4 separate regions of the Ovis aries genome follow, and all the other regions are linked to region 1. Evidence: chromatin contacts called from public Hi-C data. All regions are on one chromosome and are shown on one strand. The core of a region is the stretch at or near the end of the contact, and the rest is flanking DNA. Distances in the headings are between cores, read along the strand shown.

Region 1 (5,785 bases), core at 1,628-4,127:
CCCTTCCCTCTGCAGGGCCTGGTACCCATAGGCCACTGGAGGTACTGGAGGGGTGTCCAGGAGCCCTCTGCTTTCCCCAGAAGATACTCTGTTCCTCCTAACCTCGTCCTTCTCTACTTTCAGACTGTAGGCAAGAAGGCCAGACCTCCAAAAACTAGGCCCAGGAAGTCAGATTTCTACCGTCGTCTGGCATGGGAAGGGCAGGTTCAGACATCCCTGCTAGAGGCTGGCTTTCCAGGCAGCACCCGAGGAGGCAGGCTTGAGTCCTCGGGGTCAGCGATCATGGGGTTTCATTTGCTCAGACATACTGTGACACGAGGTCAATCTTGGACCAAAATGGGCATGGAACCCTCTGACTCAGGGTGGCTTTTAGAAACCCATCAGGAAGTGTTTTCCATCATTCGCAACATCTCAGAGCACAGGGACGGGGCCTCGCCAGGCCTGGGACTGGCATCAGCTGCAAACGCCATGGCCTTTCCTCCCATCAGGGAATGGGCCTAGTTCTGAGTCACCAGTTAAGAACAGGGGACGGCACAGAATTTGAGATTCAGCTCTCAAATCCAAGCAGCCCCTTCCTTTTCTAATTTGTAAGAAACTGGCCCCCAATCAGCTTTCCTTTGCTCTGTCTCCAACTGGAAGTGAAAACGTGTCTCTTGCAGGCCTCCAGCTCCCGTGCTCCTGGGGTCTGCTTGTCTTCTTGAAGCCCGAGCTCATGGGGGCTGTTTGGACAGGAGCACCCCCCCCCCCGCCAACCCCCACTCTAGCTCTCCCGTGGCTGTGTCCTCCTCAGGGGTGACAGGGTGTGTGGGGGCTGGGGGCCAGGGTTGCAGCCAGGTGTGGGACTTCTGCCCACAAAGATGGGTGAGGGTAAGTGCCCTCTAAGGAAGCCCGAGTCACCCTACCTTGGGAACTTCCCGCCAAAAGACAAAGCTCCCAACCTCCCAGGGAGCCTTATGTGGCTGCCGGAGAAAGACAGCCAAGCCTTGGTAAAAGCAGGAGGCGAGGAGTAAGGATGATGGGACCCTCCTGGAGCTTCTCCCCACCCAACCTTGGGCTGTATCCTCCTAGACACCTTTGCTTCCATCCCTGGACCTAGGAGGTGGTCACGCGTGCTCCTGAAAGTGAATGCCTCTTTCAGAGGGTCTGGAGTTGGGATGGGGCGGGCATCGGAAGGAAACGATCAGCTGTTTCACAGTGAGGTCTCCGCAGGCCCGTGAGAGCAGCCCCTGCTGTGGCCTTGCCTTCTTCCAAATAAAGGAGCCAGGAAACGGCCAAGTTGCTCCTTGTGGCAGAAACTTCTAGAACCAGAAGAGGCCCTTCCCAGCATCTGGGGGTGGGGATGTCAGATTCTGCTCTGGGCAGGGCGGGGGGTGGTGGCTGGCAACCAAGTCCCACTCGTATGTAACCTGGCAGCTCTCTGCCTGGAGACTTGCCGATGGTCACGATGTGTCGCCTCCCAGGAGATGTTCCACTTTCCAAGCAGGTGGGAAATGACCCCGGTTAAAAATAGCGGCACTGGACTCATCACAGAGTCCCCTTGTAAAGCAAAACCGTGGGTTTCCTCCAAGTGGCGCAAAGGATCAGCCGTGGCTTTTGGGTTCCCTCTGGGACTCTGGGGGCTGGGGTCCCAAATGCACCAAATCCCCCAGTGCCCTCCCCTGCAACACCCCGGCGCCCAGCACAGCCACCAGCAGAGCCCCTCAGCCGTGGCCACTGGCCACCTGCCCACCTGCCCACCCCGGGTTCGCCTCGGTGACTAGGGGGCCACTGTGACCGTCCACACCCTCTCCCCGCCTTCCTGCTCCCCTCAGTGCCTGGTGGACCGGGGTTTCTGGAGCTTTCTCAGAACCGTGGACACATTCCCAGTGGAAATCATGACATTTTCCGTTTCACATGACGCACTCCACAATGCCTCAGGAAAAGGGAGAGAGAAAGAGAAGGCAAACAGGGCCTGGGAGCCAGCCCCTCTCTGTCAACAGCCAGGCCAGGTCCTCTCTGTTTATCCTGGAGTCGCCTCCCCGGGGCTTGACAGTCAGCCTCCGTGTTCTCTCCTGCAGTCAGAGGCCCGACGACTAGGTTAACTGCCTTTTCTCTCTGCTTCTTGGCACATCTGGGTGAAGGCGTGCCTCCCTACTTTGTTGTGTTTTTTTTTAAACTTTACTTTCGACTGCCATGGTGACTGCTGCATGTTTGGCAAAGGGAAGGAGGGGAAAAAAAAAAAAAAAAAAAGCTCGGGGAGAAGAAAAGGAGCTCTCAGCGCAGGGCTGGCGGCCGTCCAGGGTAATCATGCTGCAGAGCTGAAATGAGGCCTCTGGCGGGCAGCCAAGTCACAAAGAACAAAGCTGTCAGTTCCTAATGTTGGCGGCAAAGCCTGTTTGGCACCCTTATATGCTTTCCCAGAACTCCCTGCCTTGGCTGCCTTCCATTCCCTTCAGGGCAGCAAACAGGATTAGCCCAGCTCTGAGTTGTTTTTCTTCCCTCTCCTCCAACTGTTTCCAATGACATCATCCTTGCTGCACTCATTTGCCAGCAGGGTGGTTTTTCTCTCTCTCCCCTCCCACCCCCCTCTCTCCCTCCATCTCTCTCTCACACACACACCTCCACTCCCACTTCCTTCCTGTAGCCGCCCCCCCAACCTCCTCTGACTTGCTCGAAGCGCACTGTTTGAGGTCATGCCTCTTGTCCGGCATCTCTGTGAAATGCACACACGCCCCGGCGCTTGTCCATTTCGCTGAATCAAGCCAGACGTTGTATTTTATTTTTATAACTGAATTCCTGTGAGATAAAAATCTCATTTTCCTTCGCAGGCTGTAATCAGCACTCGCAGGGCTGTGGTTTCCAACTGCCCCATCTCGTGCTTCCTTACGAAGCACCGCTGAGAAATGAACTTGGCTGCCATTCAGGTTTAAAGGGCCCGCGGCTAGTCATACATTGCTGGTTCACACACACACACACGCACAAACACACGATGTGCACACAAAGACTATTGCATGCGCACACCCACAGGCACACACACCCACAGGGCTACACAGACAAAGGGTATGGAGATACCCCCCCGAGAGAGACAGACACACACACAAGCAGCACCTAGGGTCATTCTTTCCCTTTCAAGAAAGAGAATAGGTGAACAAGTAGAAGCCAAAAGCTGCTTCCGAAAAGGCTGGTTTCAACCAGCAGGCAGGCAAGCGTTATGCAACTAATGTCTGGGTTCATGAAAGGAATCGAGGTTCGCTGACTGCACAAATGTTCCCCCGCCCCCGCCCTGCCCCCCCCAACTCTGATTCATGAACTAGTTTTCAGATTCATGAATCACTCGGGAGCCAGCAAGAAAAAAATGAGTAGTATTGATCTCATTTCAATTGAAACGGGCTCATTATGGCCACGCAGGGGCAGGGTGCAGACAACTTCCTACCACCAGACACTCGCCAGCATCCTAGGTCTGCAGGGAGGCTCCCCCACCTGTGGGTGGGGCAGGCTGGCTTTTGCAGAGGAGAGGGTTCCCCCTCTTTTGATGATTAAATAGGCAGAATCAGATCTATTGGCACGAGGAGCTGGGGCTGGACTCCTCTGTCCTCTTCCGGCAGGTCTGTGGGCTTCCTTGGGTGTTCTCCATTTGTTTTTTTGTTTGTTTGTTTTTTTTTTCACTTTTAATGAAATCTTTTAAGAGGAATCTCAGTGCAAATTCATTTCTGGATTGTTGGTGGTGTCTCAAGGACTATCTAAAATAACAATTCACCTTCTACTAGGTGAATTCAAGTTCAGATCCAACTAGGATGTCTTGGGGTTTGCTTCTTTGTTTGTTTCAAGGCCAACATGTAGCTTTTGCCTTTTTCAGCCCTTTGCATTTGATTCAGCAAAGAAAGCCTGGGGAATATGGACCCTCTAGATTTGGGCCAATCACATTTCTGTAAAGAAAAACAGTCCTCCAGCTGGGTGACTGTCATTACAGGGATAGGAGGCTCTAGGATTTCAGAAAGTCATCCTTTTCCTTCCCAAATGAAGTGAGGGTTCTCTCGCTGACTGTCAAGGAGGTGGGCGCTGAGCTGGGGTCCAATGGCATTACAGACAGGGAAACTTCAGTCCCTGGGTAGATTTATCGAGGGCTGTCCTCTAGGGAACCAGGCCTCTCCAACTGCCTTTCCTTGTTCCCCTTGAATTCCAACTCAGCCATCTTCCCTCTTGACATATGCCCCCTGCCCAGTCCAGCATGTCACACTCATCCTCCTGACCGGGGAATCGTTCTCTCTCACTCTAGAACACTGCAGTTTGGGCTGTCACGTGTAAGCAGACCATGATCAGTGTGATTGGCTTTGACTTGCAACTTTGCACTGGGATTTTGTGTGGTTTCAGCTCCCAGATCTCCCCCAAGCACCCCTACTCTCCCAGTGCTGGGAGATTTAAAACAACTGATGAGACATTCACTTTTCAGAAACCTCACAGAAGTGGGCAACCCTCAGCAGAAAAGGATTCTACCCTACGCTGCATCACTTTGGATCCAGGAGTTCGGAAATGAGACTCTCACCCATTGACTTCAGATGCAAAGCTGCGCCATTAGGCATATTTAGCTTGGCAGAGATTCATTGCATGACTTTGCCCCCTTTTGTTTCTGCGGTGCCCAGAGAAACTGGGAGCAGCCCCAAGAAGGGCAGAGAAGATGTGCTTGTGTGAATTTCAGTAAGCAATCGGGCTTCCCTGGTGGCTTAGATGATAAAGAATCTGCCCAATACAAGAGACCAGGGTTCGATCCTAGGGTTGGGAAGATCCCCTTAAGAAGGGAATGGCTACCCACTTTCAGTATTCTTGCTTGGAGAATTCCATGGACAGAGGAGCCTGGTGAGCTAAAGTCCACGGGGTCGCAAAGAGTCAGACACAACTGAGCGACTAACACACACTATAAACCATTGGTTCAGAGGTGAAAAGAGCTGCTTTGCATTTCGTGAGGCCCTTTGAAGGTGTCTTTCAGCTCTGAGCTTGTATTCTTGGGCTGAATCTTGGAGCCAGCTTGGAGTCCTGGGGTGTCATGGGTTAAAATCACTTCCACAAATGGGCTGGCTGGCCTCAGAGCAAACGGCGATAGTGGGTTGGCTCATGTTTTGCATTAACTCCTTCTTGTTGTTTTTTTTTTTTTTTCCACTGCAGCCTCACATTCTCTGATAAACCTGAGTTGCTAGGAAAGCTTTATGTAACACCACCAGCCTCAGCTTCTTAGAGAAGCAAGTGCTCTGTTTCCAGAGTTCCCCATAAACCTGGCAGCACGTCAAAACCTCTGTTTCATAACAGACCAGAAATAGGATTTTCTAATAACATCCCAAGGACTGGACTGAGTGTGCAGGGGTCTGGATTTTTATGAATTGCTAATGGTTAACTAAACAGAGACCCCCATGACACCCAACCTGCTATCTCTGGGGTTGAGGAGGGTGGGGATATGGGAGGAGTGTGGTTTCTACATCCATGATATGTTGGTTCCTGACCCACGGCCCCTTTCAGAAAATCTGCTAAATGATCTCAAACATATTGAGGATCTTACTCATGTTTTAAAAAAAGAAAAGGGGCGGGGGTGGGACTACCTTCCTCCTGCTCCTTCCTTCATTCATGGAGAATGTGGCTTCCTTTTATTTTGTTGCCAGACTTGCTGATGGTTACAGGTTTAACCCCTGGCTTTCCTCAGGGAGAGGTCAGCTCTCTTTAATGGACACACCTAGTGTGAGGGATCCAAGTATCGTCCTGCAATACACAAAGAACACATGTGAACCTCAGCCCTGTGACTCGTGGGCTGATGAGATGA
Region 2 (6,279 bases), core at 3,343-5,842, 210 kb after region 1:
CTGCAAGCCCGCTCGTATGGCTGCAAGAATTGAAGGAGCATTTTAAAACCCTGAAAGGCAACAAACCTGTGACAAGATGGGGTTTTCAGTATTTCCTATAAGCAAGCTTCACCTTGAATATTCAAAAGGTACTGCTTGACTCACGATGGGGTCACGCCCCTTTAAACCCATCGGATGCAGTTGAGCATAATCATCTAACACAAAACCTATTTCATGATAAAGTGTTGAATAGCTCATGCAATTGGTTGAATACTGTACTGAGGGCGGAAAACAAAATAGTTATCTGGGGACTCAATGGTTGTAAATGTATTGACTGTGAACACTCATGACAACGAGGCTGATCGGGAGCTGCTGCTCGTCGCCCAGCATCACCAGCGAGGATGGAGGGTCGTGACCCAAATCACTAGCCTGGGGAGAGATCGCAATTCAAAATCTGAACTTCTTTTTCTACTGAATGCCTATTGGTTTTTGTTTGGTTTGGTTTTGTTTTTGCTGTACTGCTCAGTTTTCAGGATCTTAGTTCCCGGAGCAGGTATTGAACCCGTGCTCCCTGCAATAGAACTGTGGAGTCTTAACCACTGCACCACCAGGGAAGCCCTGCATGTTGCTTTTGAACTGTCATGAAGGTGGAAAATCATTAAGTTAAACCAGCATAAGTAGGGACTGTTTCTTCCACTCTTAGTCTCGGAACTGAATATTTATTTAGACTTCCACCATTAAGGGAAAGAAGAAAAATAAGAACACCTCAGTCCAGTTTTCTGAAAGAGATCTAACTCATTACAGAGCACACGTGTTCTCACAAGAGAACGTCTCTCTACATATAATTTATATTGACAAATTATATACACAAATTTATAACACATATCATATATCTCATAATACATTGTATGTATATATCTCATAATATATAATTAAAACATAATTATAATATACAAAAGTATATGTCATATGTATTTATATATATTTGATGATATATTTAATATTTTGGAGAATATTTAGAGAATACTTTCCTTTATTCCCCATCCCCGGCCTCGTGGATATTCAGGCCACCATTGCCAGCCAGCAAGGGAAGAGAATCATTTCTGTCTTCCATAGTCGTTTGAACTTGAATTCTTGCAAGGTCTTTGCATGGTCTTGGAACCTAGTTTCTTCAGAGTTCTCCTAATTCCCTCAATCAAACTGGATAATTTCAAGCTGGTTGTACAGAGGGTCTTCGTGATTTAAACCAAAACAAGACGTTCCCTACTTGGCCATGTCACTTGAAGGACATCTTCTCGACCTTCCTTCCCTGGCCTGGGACAGGAGTAAGTGGAACTAATCCAGGCCTCACGTACAGATAGCCCATCCCTGGGATCTGCCAATATAGGCTGGCCCAGTGGCCTGCCTCACAAGGGTGTTTTGAGGAGTTACTAGTTAGTGGCTATAAAATACTATATGAGTATAATAAACCCCAGGTAGTGAGGTCACACTTGCACCCCAGTGTTCATTGCAGCATTATTTACAATAACCAGGCCACAGAAACATCCTAAATATCCATCAACAGAGGAAGGGATAAAGAAGATATGGTACAAATAAACAATGAAATATTATTCAACCACAAAAAGGAATGAAATTAGTTCATTTGTAGTGACACAGATGGGCCTAGAGACTGTCATACAAATTGAAGAAGTCAGAAAGAGAAAAACAAATACTGCATATTAACATATATATATGTGGAATCTGTAAAAATGATATAGACGATCTTATTTACAAAGCAGACACAGAGACACAGACATAGAAAGCAAACCTATGGACACCAAGGGGCAAGAGGTAGGGTGGGACGAAGTAGGAGATTGGGGTTGACATATAGGCACAGTTGATAGTACGCGTAAGATAGGTGGGCTTCCCTGGTGGCTCAGTGGTGAAGAAGCCGCCTGCAACGCAGGAGATCCGGGTTTGATATCTGGATGAGGAAGATCCCCTGGAGAGGGGAATGGCTACCCCTTCCAGTATCCTTGCCTGGAGAATCCCACGGACAGAGGAGCCTGGCAGGATATAGTCCAGCAGTCTCAAAGAGCTGAACACGACTGAGGGACTAAGCATGCATGCATAAAATAGATGGCTAATGAGCATCTACTGCGTAGCACAGGGAACTCTACTCAGTGCTCTGTGAGGACCTAAACAGGAAGGAAGTCCAAGAGAGAGGGGATATATGCACACGTATAGGTGACTCACTGTGCTGTAGAGCAGAAGCTAACACAATCTTGTAAAGCAACGTTCAATAATTTTTTTTTTAAGTACTATAGAAACCCAAATTGTTTCTGAAAATGCTAAACAATAAGACATTTCTCAAAAGAGCCTCAGTCCCTCCAGTTTTTTCCAGGAATCCAACTCAAGCAGCTTTACACAGCCATTATCACTTAATTACCAATATAAATCTCACTAGCGACTTCCATAACTTTGTTTGCAAATGAATATGCACACCTCCTAAATCATTCCCTCCTTTTCTCTCTCTCCCCAGCTGGAGTGGAGAGAAACTGTAGCAGCTGTGATTTGCAGAGGCTCCTGGCCTGCAGTGTCACCCCAGGCCGCCCGTACCTGGGACACGGCACTGCTGAGGCTATGGAATTGTACCTGGTTCCCGCTCAGCCCCATAAATCCCCCCCTGGCATTGGCGGGGGCAGGCGCATGGCAGAAACCTGGCTCCATCTGTTTGAAAGGTTCACAAACCACAGTGAACTTTTTAGTGATCTCAGGCCAAGTTTCCGGTGTGTAATGAAAACCGAAACCCAGTGTTGGGTTTCCTTACCAAATTCACACAGGGCTGGTCATGACAAGGGACTAAGTGTGAGGTGGCAGGGCAGAGCTAGGACACACAGCCATCAGTTCTATTTCTAGCTCTGCCACCGGCTTGCTCTGTGGCCTGAGGCCAGTCCCCTACCCTCATGCCTGCAGTTACCTGTCTCCAGTACAGAGGGGGAGCTTTTTACCAGAAAGTTAGCTTTCTGGTTCAGAAAGGTGTTCTGAGATAGTAGCATTCCTCTGCATCATTTTTAGTTATAGCACAGAGGCACGTGAGAATATTATGACCATCCCACTTGTGTGTATTATCCATTTTTAAAAATATTTAAATAAAATTGAAACAAAATCTATTTCATTTATTTAGGCCCTCTGTCTGCATTCTGAAGTCTTGCTCTTCTTTCTTTCTAAGCTTCAGCTTTTGATTCCAGGCACATTTACATTTACAATTATAGTGAACAGTGGGGAAGGGATTATTGCATGATTTAGAGGGTTTATCTAAATGACCTCCCAAACTTCTCCCAACTCAAAGGTTCTGTGAGTCAATGAAATGCCTTGACAAAGGAGAACAAACCCAGGCCTTCAAGTCCAAAATACCTGTGTCTATTTTCTAGCTCTCACATTTACTGGCTGTGTGACTTCTGGCGAGCTACTTAACCTCTCTGAGCCCAGATTTCTCATCTGAAAACCTGAGGCAATGCCAAATACTAAGTCGTTGTCAGGAAGATGAAATAATAAAGTACTTTTCAGACATGGGACAGGGTGCCAGACAAAGAGTAGGTGCCAAGGTTTTGCTTGTCTTGATTCACACAAGTTTCTGATTGGGTCAAAAATGTAGGTCATATTTGAATATTGCCTTTGTCTTCCCTTCCAGGGCCCTACTTCAGAAAGACAAAGAAAGAAGGAAATAAAAAGTGACTCGCTGAGGCCCTTCTGAAAGCATCACCCATGTATTGAAATATTCCTTCCAGTCAAAAACTAGGTTATTAATTATACATTGCTATTGGAACAGAAAATAAGAAGAGGCCTCACTGCTTATGACCCAGAACTTGACCATTGTTTGATTTCGATTATTTCCTGGTATCTGCGTAATGTATCCCAAATGTGAGATTTGCAGTGTTGAGAGTCCAACCAACTGTAGCCTGAATGACTGTCCGTAATATTTAGTAAATGCCCTGGAATGACTGTTCATTTCCACTCCAGGCAGCGCATTTCTGGGGGATTATTTCACTGCATGGGTGGCCCAAGTCCCTTGGCCTTCAGCCTCACAGCTCATTCCACAGCTCTGGGCAAGCAGCAACCACCCAAAAATGCGAGTCTTTCTTCCTGGCCCCAGTGGCATGAGTAACATCATTAACTCTTCGGGGCTGAGGTCTGGGATGACGTCGAAATCTTCCACCCCACTGTGTTAGCTGACAGAATACCAGAGTAACAAAGTTTTGGCAGTTTGTTTTCACGCCAGCAACGTGCCTGCCCTCATACACAATCTTGGGATATTTTTTTCCTCTTCTTTCCCAGCAGGATTGTGGGTTTCAAAATGGAAGCAAAGTCCTCCCCGCGTCTAGCTCCAGTTCTGAGAACAAATGGGCAAGAAGGCTCCAAAATTCTACAGACAAGGGGAAATGCTGCTGACGTGTCCCCGCCAGGGACAGGACAGGAAGAGCACAGCTGTGCCGTGTGCCGTTTCACATGCTCCTCTGCCGATGAGCTTTCTAAAGTGTAAAAACGTTGCAGGGCGCTCCCTAAGAGGAGACACACAAACACATTTCCTCTGGGCCCCGGGCCAGCGCTGGGGCAGGCAGAGGCCGCGCAAGTGCACTGTGGATGCCGCGCGCCATCTGGTGGCCAGGAGGTGACATTGCGGGCACCATCCGGGCTTTTACACCATTGATCTGCAGTCATTTCACGGAAGGAGCAATTTTGTTCAGTTGCTCAGTCGTGTCCAACTATTTGCGACCCCTTGGACTGCAGCACGCCAGGCTTCCCTGTCCTTTACCATCTCCCAGCGCTTCCTCAAATTCATGTCCATTGAGTTGGTGATACCATCCAACCATCTCGTACTCTGTTGTCCCCTTCTTCTTCTGCCTTCAATCTTTTCCACCAGCAGGATCTTTTCTAACGAGGTGGCCAAGTATTGGAGCTTCAGCTTCAGCATCAGTCCTTCCAATGAATATTCAGGGTTGGTTTCCTTTAGGATTGACTGATTTGAGCTCCTTGCAGTTCGAGGGATTCTAAAGCGTCTTCTCCAGCACCACAATTCAAAAGCATTGTTTCTTTGACACTCAGCCTTCTTTATAGTCCAGCTCTCACACCCATACATGACTACTGGAAAAACCATAGCTTTGAATAAAGGACCCTTTGTTGGCAAAGTAATGTCTCTGCTTTTTAATATGCTGTCTAGGTTGGTCAGAGCTTTTCTTCCAAAGAGCAAGTGTCTTTTAATTTCATGGCTGCAATCACCATCTGCAGTGATTTTGGAGCCAAAGAAAATAAAGTCTCTCACTGTTTCCATTGTTTCCCCATCTATTTGCCATGAAGTGCTGGGACTGGACGCCATGATCTTTGTCTTCTTAATGTTGAGTTTTAAGCCAACTTTTTCACTCTCCTCTTTCACTTTCATCAAGAGGCTCTTTAGTTCTTCGCTTTCTGCCATAAGGGTGGTGTCATCTGCATGTCTGAGGTTATTGATATTTCTCCTGGCAATCTTGATTCCAGCTTGTGCTTCCTACAGCCCAGCATTTCTCATGATGTACTCTGCATATAAGCTAAATAAGCAGGGTGACAGTATACAGCCTTGATGTACTCCTTTCCCAATTTTGAACCAGTCTGTTGTTCCGTGTCCAGTTCTAACTGTTGCTTCTTGACCTGCATACAGGTTTCTCAGGAGGCAGATAAGGTGGTCTGGTATTCCCATTAAAGGAGTATACTGTGGGCTTTTAAATTCTGTTGGGAGTGATCATAGGGGATCCCGAAGGAAGACACCAAGGGCCAGGTGTTCTAAATTCCCTTCGTTCTTCTACGACTGGATGCTTGATGTCTCAGATTCTCCTAGAAACAGAGATAACGATCCTTGGGAAGCACTCAGCTCTGGACATCCAGCGTCTCATGTCCCCGGGTCCTCCTGTCCCTGTCATGATCGCACAGACCTGGGCACAAGAGCCTCCTTCTTTCCACTACCTGGGGCATGCTTAGGTTCTCTTCTCCAGCCTTCGGAATCCAACATTTCCCAAGGCTTGCTTCACGGCATCTCTACATTCTCAGAGTATCTGCTTCATTTTTTGCCCACACTAGTGTTTGCGAAGCCTGTTCCAAGAATACTGGTTTTATTTTTCAGAACTGTATCTTCTCATAAACAGTGTAGGAGGGTTCCCTTTTCTCCACACCCTCTCCAGCGTTTATTGTTTGTAGACTTTTTGATGCTGGCCATTCTGAAGAGTGTGAGGTGGTACCTCATTGTAATTTTGATTTGTATTTCTCTAATAATTAGCAGTGTTGAACATC
Region 3 (6,118 bases), core at 1,039-3,538, 240 kb before region 1:
GTAACTTCTTCTTGTCCTGCTTAAAAATCTTAACAGGGTTAAGATCTTAACCCATTAAAGATCTTAACAGCGTTGTGCCTAGGTTAGGAAATAATATTCATGCGTTTTAACGATGCATACTCAGATACCAAAGCGTGAAATGACGTGAGGTTTGGGATTTTCCTTGAGACAATTCAGCAAAGAGAAAAAGATAAAAGACAAAAAAAAAAAAAAAAAAAAAGAAGAAGAAGGACCAGTGAAGCAAATGTGGAAAAAATCTGGGTAATTAGTAATCTGGAGAGAGAGTATATCATCATACTGTATGCTCTTCTTTCGATTACAAATTTTCATAATAAGTTTATAAAAAATGAGCTTTAAAAAACATGCTTACATTGTTACTTGCAGTTAGAGTCACACCTTCAAGGATAACTACAAAAACTCCTACCTTACTGTGATTAAAAAAATACAACTGTTCTTCGGACCTGTGGACACAGGATTCGGGGGAAGGAAAGGGTGGGACGAACTGAGAAAGTAGCCTTGACATATACACATGACCATGTGGAAAATAGGTAGCTAGCGGGAAGCTGCCGTATAGCACAGGGCGCTCAGCTTGGTGCTCTGTGATGACCTACAGTGGTGTGATGAAGGGAAGTTGGGAGGGAAGCTCAAGAGGGAGGGGATAAAATGTATACTTATAGCTGATTCATATTGTTGTACAGCAGAAACGAATACAACATTGTAAAGCAATTATACTCCAATAAAATTAAAAAACACTGTAAAAAGCAAAAACACCCACGACTGTTCTAGGCAACCTCTATGAACATCTTAAACTTGTATCGATTGAATGCCTTTAAGGGCATTTTGTTATTTAAAATAAAGAAACTGAGTGAGCATTCTATAACATGAGGAACTTTGGATAGACACACTTATAAGGTGACATCTTACATTTGCTCGTATGAGTTATTTTCCTTGTTGATCTGAGTGAATGGGGATTGGTGATGACCCAAAATAGAGAACTCCCATAAGTGATGTGGAAAGACCTCCTGCAATGTCCTTTGTCAAAAATACCCATTACCTAGTGCCCTCATTGGCATCTGAGCTCGAAAGCCCAGGATAGTAGGGAACATACAGTCCTGGAGGCGGGCCTGGTGACACCTGCCTGAGGATGGGGTGTCAGTGGTGATGTAAAAGGGGAGAGGCAACATTTTCCTCATTGGGCAATGTTTATCCCCTGGGGAGAGGACACAGAGCCGTGGTCCACGCAGCCAAAGTGAGAGGCTGGTTGGGTAATTGTCCAGCAGGTTCCAAGTCAGGCAAGACTGTTTAGGCCTGTGCCTAGTCACTCAGTCCTTTCTGGCTCTTTTTGACACCATGGACTGTAGCCCGCCAGGCTCCTCTGTCCATGGGATTCTCCAGGCAAGAACACTGGACCAGGTAGCCATTTCCTTCTCCAGGGCATCTTCCCAATCCAGGATAGAACCTAGGTCTTCTGTATTGCAGGCAGATTCTTTACTGACTGAACTGAACCAGGGAAGCCCACTTTGCCTAAGAGTCCTAAACTACCACTATCAGAAGGGATTGGAAAACTGTTCAACGTTTATGTTTGTTTTATAGCATGGGTTTTCCAGAGGACGAAAGAAAAAGTGATTATTTTAAAAACATTTTTGAAGAATAGGATGCTTTCCATAAAATGAAGTAGACTACTTGCCAATGAGGATTATAATTAAAAATATCTTCTTGATCTGGGTGGAAAGTCTCCAGAATTCTTTGATTTTTACTGTTTTTTCCCCTGAGGATACATCATGCTAGGCCACAGTAGACCTGTCATCATTGTTGAGAGATTTACTTCTGACAGTTTTCTTCATCTCCTTGTTCACACTCAGCATTTCACAAGAGAGAGGATTTTTGGTATTTTGAAGGAATCCTCTCTCAAACATAAAAATCACAACATTCTGGCTTTCCAGCGTCTATCTCAACATTTTAGCGCAAGCAGATTGATTGGAATGCAGAAAAACAAAAGAAGATCAACAAAACACCAGCATGCTCAAACTGAGAGCGGGTTCTTTTTGGACAGTGTGTGTTTTTTTGATGAGCTAAGTGTTGATTCTAACCCAAAAAGACTGAGAAGTGTGAGGTTAGATAAGTGTCTGCTAGATTCATTATTGCCATGTGGATTCTGTGGAGTCAGCTTAGAGTCACTGGGTGTAGCTGCAGAATAAAAGTTTTTCTGGTTTATACTTCGCTCTGATTGGACAGTTACTGAGAGCAGGGACTTGCAACACCTTCCGGAAGCTCTCTGGTAACTTCAGGTCTGCGCCCAGAGGGTGGACGCCTCTAGCAAGGTAGTGCAGGATGGATTCTGCAGGCGTTGCTTGAGCAACGCCAAGTGGCCCCCGGCCAGGGTAGGAGTTAAACCAGGAGATGGCTATCAAGGGCAGTTGTTAGGTTTGGCGCTTGTCTCTTGAGCTGCCGTGCTGAGCAGGAAAGAGAGACATTTGTTTGTGGATTTAGCTCATCGCGCTATAGTGCACTCTGTAATCTGAGTCTTTCTCTTTGCTCCAGAGAAAAACAAGTCTGACTTGCATACCATGGAGGATTTAGATTGGCCAGTTTACATCTTTCACCCAGGTTGCTCGGAGCCCGCTCCCCACGATTTTCTACATTCATTTCCTAGCAATCTGGACGGCAGCCTCATTTGGTGGTTTGGGACGTAGTTAACATTTTCCAGTAGACGTGCTGCACACCCTGGGATGAATATAATCTTTTTCCAAGAACCATGATGATTTCTGACACTACCTTTGCCCCCGTGTGTATGTGTTCGCATGAAAAACAGTATGGCTGTACTATGGATCAGTGATCTGACTGCAGAGCAGTTATTGTTGGGTTTTCTTCAGGGTGGTTATCCTCCTTCTGGTCAGTGGATAAATGGTGTTTGGATAGGACCTGGCACAGATACTCTAACCGTTCAGCTTAATGTATAACTACTATGTTTTTCTTCTGTGTCAGCAGTTGGCAGCATGATCCTGTAAGTACCAATGCTGGTGAATAAGTGGATGTCTGTGGAGTGAGGGGAGGGCAGGGCTGGAGGAGGCAGTTTTGAAATCCATGCCAGTGGTTGCTGCAAGTGATAAGATCATTTGAGTAACCTGTAAGACCTGTGGATTCACGGCTTTCAAAAACAGGAAAGTCTCTTGTTCAAAAACCCTCTAAAGCAACATGTGGGCGCAGAAAAGAAGCTGGCTTGTGGTTTGGTGATTGTAGTTCCTTATTGATATAATGGCCAGTGACGCAAGGCCTCTTGGGATTGCAGTGCTGTGACCGCAGGTGACAGTTACCCTGACAGGGTTCTGAAACAGGCCCGGGGCTTTCTGGACGGATGAGAAGTCTAAAAATTTCCCTTTTCATTTCCTCTCTTGTGTGACTTTGTCATTAAAAAAAAAAAAAACTGGTTCTTGACAAGGGAATTTTGCCCCAGCTCTTCAGGAGTTTAACTGGGTGACTTCTCTCCCACTTCCCAAAAATCCCTCCCTGAAAACCCAAAGCTAAAAAAAAAAAAATTGTCTGGTCTATTCTTGCAGATTTTTCAGTGGGTCTATGTTTGATCAATTAGCTTTGAGGCCAGATTGATAACAAGCAGATTTCAAATACATTTTATGATTTGGAAAAAAGACCATCAGGAACATCTCTATATCCTGAGTCTTCTGGGAATTTTAAGCCTTGAGTAAATGCTATGCTGTTCTGGAAGCCAAAGCCTCTCATAAGGAGAGGGAGGCTTGGAGAGACAGATGCTCCCAGGACCCCTGCTTGTGTCCTGAAATAAATGAAAACAGGTGCCATTCCTGCGTCACACGGCTAACTGACCGCCGCACAAACAATTCTGTTGGCTGGATGTGTGGGGCTATCTTGGCGTGAAAAACATTCTGCTTTAGAAATAAACTTCAGATGGGGCTTCTGATCCCCTGAGTGCTCGGGAGGGGATTCGGGTGTGACAGTTTGGTGGGATGAATCTACTTTTAGAAGGCTACTTCTGTACTTTGCCTGCAGTGGGGAGAGAGGCCAACTTGGGGGAAGCCACCTCCACACCCCAATTCCTCCCAAAGTCCTTGTGAACACTTGGTATGCTTGTATGTAGGTATATATGTCTCTTTGTGTACATGCCTGTATGTGTATTACCTGTGTTGTTGGACACAACCGGCAAATTCCTTTTATTTTTCGGTGAATTCAGAGGACATAGCATTTGGAAGAAGGGTATGCACCAGTGTTCCAGCAAATTATCAGTCGAGTATGCCAATCCTTACTAAATGAACCCATCTTGGTGATTCCTCTAGGGTGGGCCTGATGATTTGCCTGGCATTATTGCACATCAGAATTTTCTGCCCATCCTCTCTCTTTCTCTCTCTCTGATAAGCCCAGTAAGTCTGCCCCAGTCACGTCACTGAGGTCATAGGGAAATGTGATCCTGCCAAGAGTGGGAGCTCAGGAGAACCGCCAAGAGCCGAAGGTTACATTGAGAGCAAGAACCACTTTCTGGGTTATGCATGTGTGCATGGGTGTTGTGTGTGTGTGAACTGTGTGTGCGTTTGTGTTCTGTGGACCTGCAGGAGCGCTGGGCCTATGCGGAGTGGGTGTGTGTATTGCCTCTGTGTACCTGCACACACGTGCGTGTCCACTGTGTGTGACACATGGAATATCACAGACCTCTGGGGGCAGTTACGGGAAGGATGCTGGTGTATGTTAGCCTGCTTGGGAAGAGGTCAATCACTTCAGTACAAAGTGCTGTTCTTCTAATTTGCTCCCCTTTCTCCTGTCAGCAACGTGTATGGAGATCGCAGAAACCTTACAGGCAAGCAAAGGATCTGTGACATTTCTCCTGCCTGCCTGCCTCTCAAGTGAGTTCTACTCAAACCCCTGTTGTCTTCAGCCTAAGGAAAAGGGAGAGAGTTTTAGAATTGAGAAGAGGGAGCAAGAATTCAATCGCACGCTGGTCTTTTTCATTGTGTTTTGAGTGTATGTTTTCTGTACGTCCAAAAGGACAGGAGAAGGGATAAAAGGGGGGTGGGGCAGGGAATCAGATGGGGCAGATTGTCTGATTTTGGACCTGAAAAGTAACATTTCTATCCTTCTACTCAGGACTCTGCCCCAGTTTCCTGTCTCTAACCTCCGAGTCTGACCCATTTCTGGCTATTTTTATTTGTTTCCCTGAAAATGCTCCCTGTGCGATTGGAGTTGACTCTTTGCCAACTTTGTTCTTATCCTCCCTGCCATCTGAGTCCAAAAGTGCAGCCCTTCCCACCTCACTCCCAGCAATTATGGGTGAGTTCAGAGTCAAAGAACGGCAGGGTTTCATGGTGATGTGACAAAGCGTTGACTTCTTTTCTCTCCATGAGACTCAAAGACAAGCAGCTGCTACCTGCACGCAGAGCTTTGCACCACTGCATCACCTTTGGTCTGATTTTCCTCGCCAAGGGAGCAGGCTCCTGTGGGGACAGCGGTTCCATCTCCAGCATCCCTGGGGGCACACGGATGCTGGAACACTCACCCCAGGCACTTATCTCCAATTACAGCCTGAGTCAGCAGGGGAACCGGGAAGTGGACTCCAGGTCCATTGCGGTATGGAAAGTTGGGTGTATTTACTTTTCTCTTAGAGCAAACTTTGATTTACTCTTTAATAAGTTACCATGAAGGATATGGTGCTGGAGAAATTTGACTTGGCACCTAAATCTAAGTCATATATTGATAAAGGAGGAGAGGGAACTAGGAGTCTTTTGCGTTTTTCTGGCTTTATCATTAACCCAAAGTTTGGAAATCTATTTGCTTTTAGAAGCATCAGTTTCCAAGTCTTCAAGAAGGTGTTAATTCTCTACTGATGAGGGATTTTGGCATCTTTAGCTGAAAGGTGTGATAACCGGGTGACCTGTGACGCTGTGGAAACCCTAGAGGGGCTGTGTGACCAAATGAAGACTGACCTTGACTACAGGTTGAATTCTTGATCCTGTCGCTTCCAGTTTCACTGGGGAAAATCGATTCATTTCTTTGGCCTCAGTCACCTCATCTGTAAAATGGGGGTAGGGGGAAATCCTATCTCCCTCCGAAGGGATTCAAAAGAGAGATGTAAAGGGCCACGTGGGAGACTGGAAGG
Region 4 (6,573 bases), core at 3,022-5,521, 130 kb before region 1:
TACTTAGCTCCTTTTGCCTTGACTTTCCTAGTTGTAATGTGGGTAATAATGCAACTTTTTCATAAGAAGGACTCTGGAGTCAACCCAAGTAAAAGACTCGAAATAGTGCTTGGCGCTGAAACAAATGTTAACTACTATTATAGAGATTGTTGCTTGAAATCAAGCTTACCTTTCACCTTGGTTTGTCTTCTTTGGGGATAGAACAGCATGTTGGCACAACTTTGAGGGCAGCATGGGTTGCCTGGACCACACAGCCAGGAAAGCAGTGGAGTGTCCAGGACTGGGCTTCTCCGCGTCCAGCCAGGAAGGACTGACCAGTGTGCAGGGGGTCCCAGACTCCCTGAGGAGCTGGGCTGCCTCTGCCTGACTGGACCCATCTGATAGGCCAGGGGTGGGTGAGCATAGGGCTTTGGAGACGAAGGATCCTGAAAAGAATTGAAAGTTGAGAATCTCTCTGAATTCAGTAATGCCATACTTTCCCAAAGGCCATCTAGGGGATTTAGAGCATGTCAAACCTCTATCTGCTGGGGCAGGTCAAAACTGACCCCAGAATATGCAAAGCAAAGCTCATATCATAAGTGACTTGCCCAGGAATTGGTGGCAAAAGTGGGATCTTATCTGCTGAGGCTTGGAGGGGACAGTGATGCATAATGAGGACACACCAGAACCTGGAGTCTAGCTTGGCTGAAAGAGCCAGGCAGGGTCCGCAGGGCAGGCAGACAAAAGTCCAGGGCGGTGCTTAGTTGGTATCATGGGAGCTGGTCTGGGCAGAGAAGCAGGTGGCACTGGGCATGAAGGAGGATGAACTGAGCAACACTGTGCGGGCTTAGAGAGGACAGGCCCCTGGGTCCAGGGAGTTAAGTCCAAGGCAGAGCCAAGGAGGAGCAAACAAGGATAGGTCTGGACCATGACCTTTGGCCCACGTCAGACAAAGCTGGTGCTGGTGGGTGAGGATGGGGGTCCAGGTGACAGAGGGGCCAGCTGCCACTGCAGCGATAGGGCATGAAAAGGGCACTGTGCTCGGGGGCAGAGTCCAGACCCACACCTAGCTAGATGTACACTTGGGGCCATTTCCTTCAGCCTGGCGGAGCCTCAGTTTTCCCATTATTAATTGGGGATAATGCTATCTGCTTTATGTGGCAAAGTACAGACCACTAAAGGAAGGGACAGTGCCTGTGCAGCTGCTCAAGGAAAAGGAGGGTGTGGTGTGGGGAGGCTCCGTCCCAGCCCTTCCCTGCAACCCAGTTATTCCTACCTACTCGTGCCAGCTCCCTGAATCTTATTCTGTAAAAAGGCGTCTAATCTGTAAAAGGGAGATAAAAACAACAACCTCACACTGATACCTACCAGGGTTCTTGGCCTTCCCTAAGCAATAGAAATTGACTAGAGGCCAGACAAGAAATTCAAGCAAGCCTTTACCAGGGGGCCTCTACTGCAGCCAAGGGGCACGGAAAACAAGTAACGTTTTTCCTTGCTCACTCCGATGGGGAGGCGGGAGAGCTTGTTCTGTATATGGGATGAGGGTAAGGGTGTGCCCAGGGGTTGGGCTGGATTAGGTGGTTTGCCCACCACTTGGGTGGTGCTGTGTGCAGGGGGCATGCGTACCCTGCTTTTGCTCCCGACAACCTGTTCTTGCTCTTCAGGCTCTTCAAAACTGGCAGTTGGGATTTTTGGTCTCTTTGTATCTTTTGGATGCAGAATTTGCCCCAATTGTACCTGCCCGCAGTTATTTTTAGTCCCATACAGTTTCTTTGTATCTGTTGCTCAAGGAGAGGTGTGTCCCGTGCAAGCATAGCAGCACTGCAGCAAAGGGTCCCAGGTCCCCGCCAGTCTCAATCTCATGGTGCCTGTGAAGACTTTTGGTGCCAAAAATGTTAGAGGCTTAGGGTCTGAGGCAGAGTGGGCGCTCCTTGAGGGCCCAGGGGACCCGGGAGGGAGCTAGACCCTGGCCAAGAGCCCTGTGCCCTGCAGAAGAGCACTGCTGTCCAGCAGCTCTGAGTGGCAGGGTCTGGGATGCTGCTCAGTGACCAGGCAAGGCCACTCTGTGCTGGGGCCTCATTTCACCTTGAGCAGGTCAAAGCCTGCGTGTGTTATGTCGGGTTTCACCTTCCATCAAGTCTCCACCGCACTGAAATACAAGCGTCTCCATCATGAGCTAGGGCAGCTGCCCTGTCTCCTCTGGCGACACCTGCAAGGTGGATCTGAGTGTCCCTCAGTGTCCCCACAGGCCTTCCCACTCCCTGGACGTGGGACATGGTCGCAGTTAGAGGGACAGGTAATAGTGATATATGCCGAACTTCATCAGCCCGGGAGGCAGGTGGCTTTAATGGCTATCTTGGAGGTGACATTCCATTAGGGGTGATTGAACTTAATGTTAATGGCAGGATGACTTACTGTTTCATCATCCTCTCCCATGCCTGAAGGTCAGTGGGAAAACTTTCTTTCCTCCAGGAATGACACTCCAAAATCCATGTAACTCCGTGCCAATCTTGCTTAATGCTAAAATACTGAGGGGTCTGGGAACTCTTCTGCACAAACAGATTTGTTTGTCAATGTGAGTCTCTGAGTTCAGTGACCCCAGAGCCAGATGGCACAGGGGTCAATGTTGATTCCACCACTCGCTGGCTCTGTGGCCTTGGGAAACTTACTTAACCTCTCTGTGTCTCAGTTTCCTCCTCTGTAAGGTTAGGTGATGACAGTGTGCATTTCCCGGGATCATTGTGCAGATAACACATGTTGGTAGATGTAAAACAGTTCAAACAGTACCTGAAACAAGGAGATTGCCGTGAAAGTGAAAGGAAAGTGAAAGTCACTCAGTCGTGTCTGATTCTTTGCGACCCCATGGACTATATAGTCTGTGGAATTCTCCAGGGCAGAATATTGGAGTGGGTAGCCGTTCCCTTCTCCAGGGGATCTTCCCAACTCAGGGATCGAACCCAGATCCCCCTTCCCATTGCCGGCAGATTCTTTACCATCTGAACCACCAGGGAAGGGAGAGGAATAAACAGTCATTTACAAAACATGCTCAGACCCACAAGTGAACAAACAGTGGAGCTAAGGTGAAGGGTTCAGGAAGGAGTAGGTGAGTGTGGAAAAGCATCTCAGGGGTGATCAGAGGGGTGTCAGAAAGCCAGGCTCACAGATTTTGACCAAGTCCAGAATGATATACCCTTGAGTGGAGAGTTTCCAAATGTTTCCCAAGAGGCAAAGACAATGGGCAAGATGTATTTTTGGAGGCTCTTTCCTGACAGTGGGAATGGAAAGAAATCAATATATACGAGGGCCATTAGGAAGGAGGGACCGGCAGGACCTTGGGGGCTCGTAGGATGTGGGGTGAAGGGGCAGGAGAGGGCCAGGGTGACTTTGAGGTGTCACCACCAGCATGGGAGGAGCTGGCTGGAGGGAGGAGGGTGTATGGGTTTTTGGACAGCAGGAGGATGTGGTTGCTGAGGGCCACTCGTGAGCTGGGTCAGGGGTGGCGATGTAGATTTGGGAGTTGGCTGCTGACATGAGAGGGGTTCTCAGCTCTTGGGAAGGGAGAGAGAGAAGGCGAAAGCATAAAGCATTGAGGAGATGCACAGGGAGTATTTATGGGGTTCAAGGCTGACAAAAGAAAGAGCAGAGTGGGAAGAGGGCCAGAGGAAGGAATAAGCCGCGGTGCTGGTGGCGCCAGGGTGAAGGTCACATGCTGCAGAAAGGCCAAGGTGGGGTGATGCAGACGGGCAGGTGCTGCTCGATCAGCCTCTGGGCAGCCAGTCTGGGTACAGTTATAGAGAGGGGCTCGGCAGGAAGGATGCCTTCAGGGTGCTGGGCTGTCTGCAGCGGGATTCAGTTTTAAGAATTTCTGCAAAGTGCCAGAAATGACAAGATACTGTCTTCCTCCAAGGGAGAAACGGCAGCAGGCTGGGCAGTGAGCAAGTCCCGTTTGTCTATTCACTGGCCTCCCTTCTGAAGGCCAGACCAGGAAATGGCGAACAGATGGAGAGGTTGGGCCTCTTAGTCATGTAATTTTGAGCGCTCTGGGTCCCAGTGTCCCGGGGGGGCGGGGGTGGTATTTGGACTGAATGGTGCCTGAGGTCCCCTTCTGCCCTCTCTGCCCACGAGCCCCATAGCTAAGTAGTTCCTGTGCTAGGCTGACCTCTGAGGGTCAGGTTCTAATCACTAGAGACCACTTTCATTGGCACTTCAGCCCCCCAGTATGTGTGGGTCATGTAACTCTCACTGTGATAGGAATAACTCATGACTACACAAACATTTATGGATTGCAGACTGCTCATGAATGTGTTCACATGTGAGCTGAGTGTCATCATCTTTTTTTTTTAACCACTACAAAGCAAAGCTTTACTGTATTTCTCAGTGACTAAGCTTAAGAATGTGATGGAATGCAACCAGAGGTGATCATACTAAGTAAGTCAGAAAGAGAAAGACAAATACCATATGATACCACGTATATGTGGAAGCTACAATATCACATAAAGGAACTTATCTATGAAACAGAAACAGAATCTCAGATACAGAGAACAGACTGATGGTCGCCAGGGTGTGGGGGTCAGGGGTTGAGGGGCGGATGGAGTGGGAGGTTGGGGTTAGGAGTAAGCCTTCATGTATAGAGTGAATAAACAGCAAGATCCTATTGTACAGCACAAAGAACTATATTTAATGTCCTATGATAAACCGTACTGGGAAAGAGTACATATGTGTGTTACTTGCTCAGTCGTGTCCGACTCTTTGTGACCCCATGAAGTGTAGCTCCCCAGGCTCCTCTGTCTGTGGAATTCTTCAGGCAAGGATACTGGAGTGGGCTGCCATTTCCTCCGCAAGGGTATCTTCCCCACTCAGGGACTGAACCCCAGTCTCCTGCATTGCAGGCAAATTCTTTACCATCTGAGCCACCAGGGAGTGAGTAAAAGTGTGTAACTGAATCACTTTGCTGTTTAACAGAAACTAACACAACACTGTAAGTCAACTCTACTTTGGTTTAAAAAAGAATATGCTAGAGAATATGTTAACAATGCAGATTAAATTTAACAGGGTATGGCATGTATCCATTCCACTGTGAATGGCACAAAGAATTTTTTAAGATAGAAAATTCTGCCGATATTAAAAAGTTATTTCATTAGACAAAATCACAGTATTCAAAGATGAGTGAAATTCGAGCATACATCTTTGTTATTTTATTGTCTTGTTTACGTGGTCAAAAAACTCAAGGTTCAGTAGCTTGACCATACTCACACAGCTAGGCAATGGCAGAGCTGGAATTTGAACCCAGACACTTACACTCTAAGTTTCCATCACGACACACTATTTTAAAATTTAAGTGGATTAGAATAAAATGTTTAAGTAGTGTGAAGAATTTTGTATGACTCCTTGAAATGTTTAGCAGAATTGATATGGCCAAATTTGAGCTAGTTTTGGGCATGGAAACAGTTGGTTTTAACCTTTTTTTCCTGTTTGCAGATAAGGAAAGCACAGCCACCCCAGATCAGCCTTATACTGCTGCTTCTGGATCTGCTGACTTGGATGGTGGCTGTAGTGACTCATGGGTGCTCAGCTCACAGCTGTCTAGGACCAGTGGGTGATGGTGGACTCCCAACAGTAGCATCTCTGGTTTGGAGTTCTACCTGCACAACTTCCAGAGCCCAAGCCCTCCCTTTCTCTGGAAGTTAAGTGTCTGGAGTGACCTCAAAGATTCTCCTTGGTGGGACATAGCTTTGCACGCTAGCTGTCACTCTGGAATCCTTTCCTGTTCTGGCTGGGGCTCTGCTGATCCACTGGGTTCCTGTCCTGCTGTTGTGGGCTGGCTTTGATGTGACCCTGAGATTAGCTGCTGCCACACGGAGGTCTGTCTTCCTGGTGTTGACCACCTTCTCTGTGGTCCAATGCTTCCTGATGAAAAGGAGGGGTAATCCCCTCCCGCAAGTCAAAGAACACTGACTCAGCTACCAAACCCTGGTCTTTTCGGCAGTATTACAATCTCAAATGTTGCTCATTCCCTTCTTTCAATGTCTCCTGTGCCCAGGAGTTCAGTTGAAGGACAGTACACGTGAACGCACCCAGCATCGCACCGCAAATTCTCCCTCTGTCTCTCTATTCAGCACAAGCACTTCAATAGATGGGGAAAACATGGATGAGGATAAGTTGAGCTGGGTGTGACCTTTGCACCTTCCTTGTGGTATTCCTTGCTTTGTTGCAGAACTGAGTGCTGGCCCCATTATTTGGAAATGAGACAGAAGTCTCTGCGCCTTTGCTGGACAGGCTGTGTATCCCTTGACACATACTTGATACCTAGTGTGCTGTCGCAAGACAAACCCACAGGGATATGGGAATAGAGATGTGTAGAGGCCACATGGTTTTGATCAAACAAATGTCAGCTGTAGCTCTAGAATTTCCTTCTGATGAGATTCCCCATTGTAGACTACATTATTAAGGGCTCCTGGAAGAGTCTTGGCATGTAGGAGGCATTGGATAGATACAGGTTAAGCAAATGAACAACTGAGAGAGAATGGCTCCATGTCCTCTGCTCTGCTCAGAGAAACCTGGGGAGGGGGTTGCAATGTGGGGCTCATGCTTTCA

The links. Hi-C and Micro-C count contacts between places; a contact is called where the count stands out from the background.
Region 2: a contact with region 1 is called in a Hi-C map of hypothalamus, with 5 times the contacts expected there. The contact joins two enhancer-like sites. A contact is called at or near these places in 9 of 16 Hi-C or Micro-C datasets (blood, hypothalamus, liver and 4 more).
Region 3: a Hi-C map of liver shows a contact between it and region 1, with 11 times the contacts expected there. The contact joins two enhancer-like sites. A contact is called at or near these places in 8 of 16 Hi-C or Micro-C datasets (hypothalamus, liver, mixed tissues and 4 more).
Region 4: a Hi-C map of liver shows a contact between it and region 1, with 2.9 times the contacts expected there. The contact joins two enhancer-like sites. A contact is called at or near these places in 3 of 16 Hi-C or Micro-C datasets (liver and skin fibroblasts).

The regions. Positions count from the first base shown.
Region 1 is chr25:6,880,578-6,886,362 of ARS-UI_Ramb_v3.0, reverse strand. No RefSeq gene overlaps it. Among named protein-coding and RNA genes, the nearest start is that of IRF2BP2, 97 kb to the right of the region's middle. Within about 2 kb of position 2,877, at least 48 of the 54 cell types and tissues checked have an H3K27ac peak or open chromatin away from gene starts, as enhancers often do. A contact at or near this core is called in hypothalamus, liver, muscle and 1 more, where this site is marked.
Region 2 is chr25:6,672,029-6,678,307 of ARS-UI_Ramb_v3.0, reverse strand. No RefSeq gene overlaps it. Among named protein-coding and RNA genes, the nearest start is that of TARBP1, 23 kb to the right of the region's middle. Within about 2 kb of position 4,592, at least 49 of the 54 cell types and tissues checked have an H3K27ac peak or open chromatin away from gene starts, as enhancers often do. A contact at or near this core is called in hypothalamus, liver, muscle and 1 more, where this site is marked.
Region 3 is chr25:7,116,716-7,122,833 of ARS-UI_Ramb_v3.0, reverse strand. No RefSeq gene overlaps it. Among named protein-coding and RNA genes, the nearest start is that of TRNAR-CCU, 97 kb to the left of the region's middle. Within about 2 kb of position 2,288, at least 33 of the 54 cell types and tissues checked have an H3K27ac peak or open chromatin away from gene starts, as enhancers often do. A contact at or near this core is called in liver, muscle and tail adipose tissue, where this site is marked.
Region 4 is chr25:7,014,974-7,021,546 of ARS-UI_Ramb_v3.0, reverse strand. All of the region lies in intron 1 of LOC132658655 (a long non-coding RNA gene), which reads left to right. Among named protein-coding and RNA genes, the nearest start is that of TRNAR-CCU, 200 kb to the left of the region's middle. Within about 2 kb of position 4,271, at least 3 of the 54 cell types and tissues checked have an H3K27ac peak or open chromatin away from gene starts, as enhancers often do. A contact at or near this core is called in liver, where this site is marked.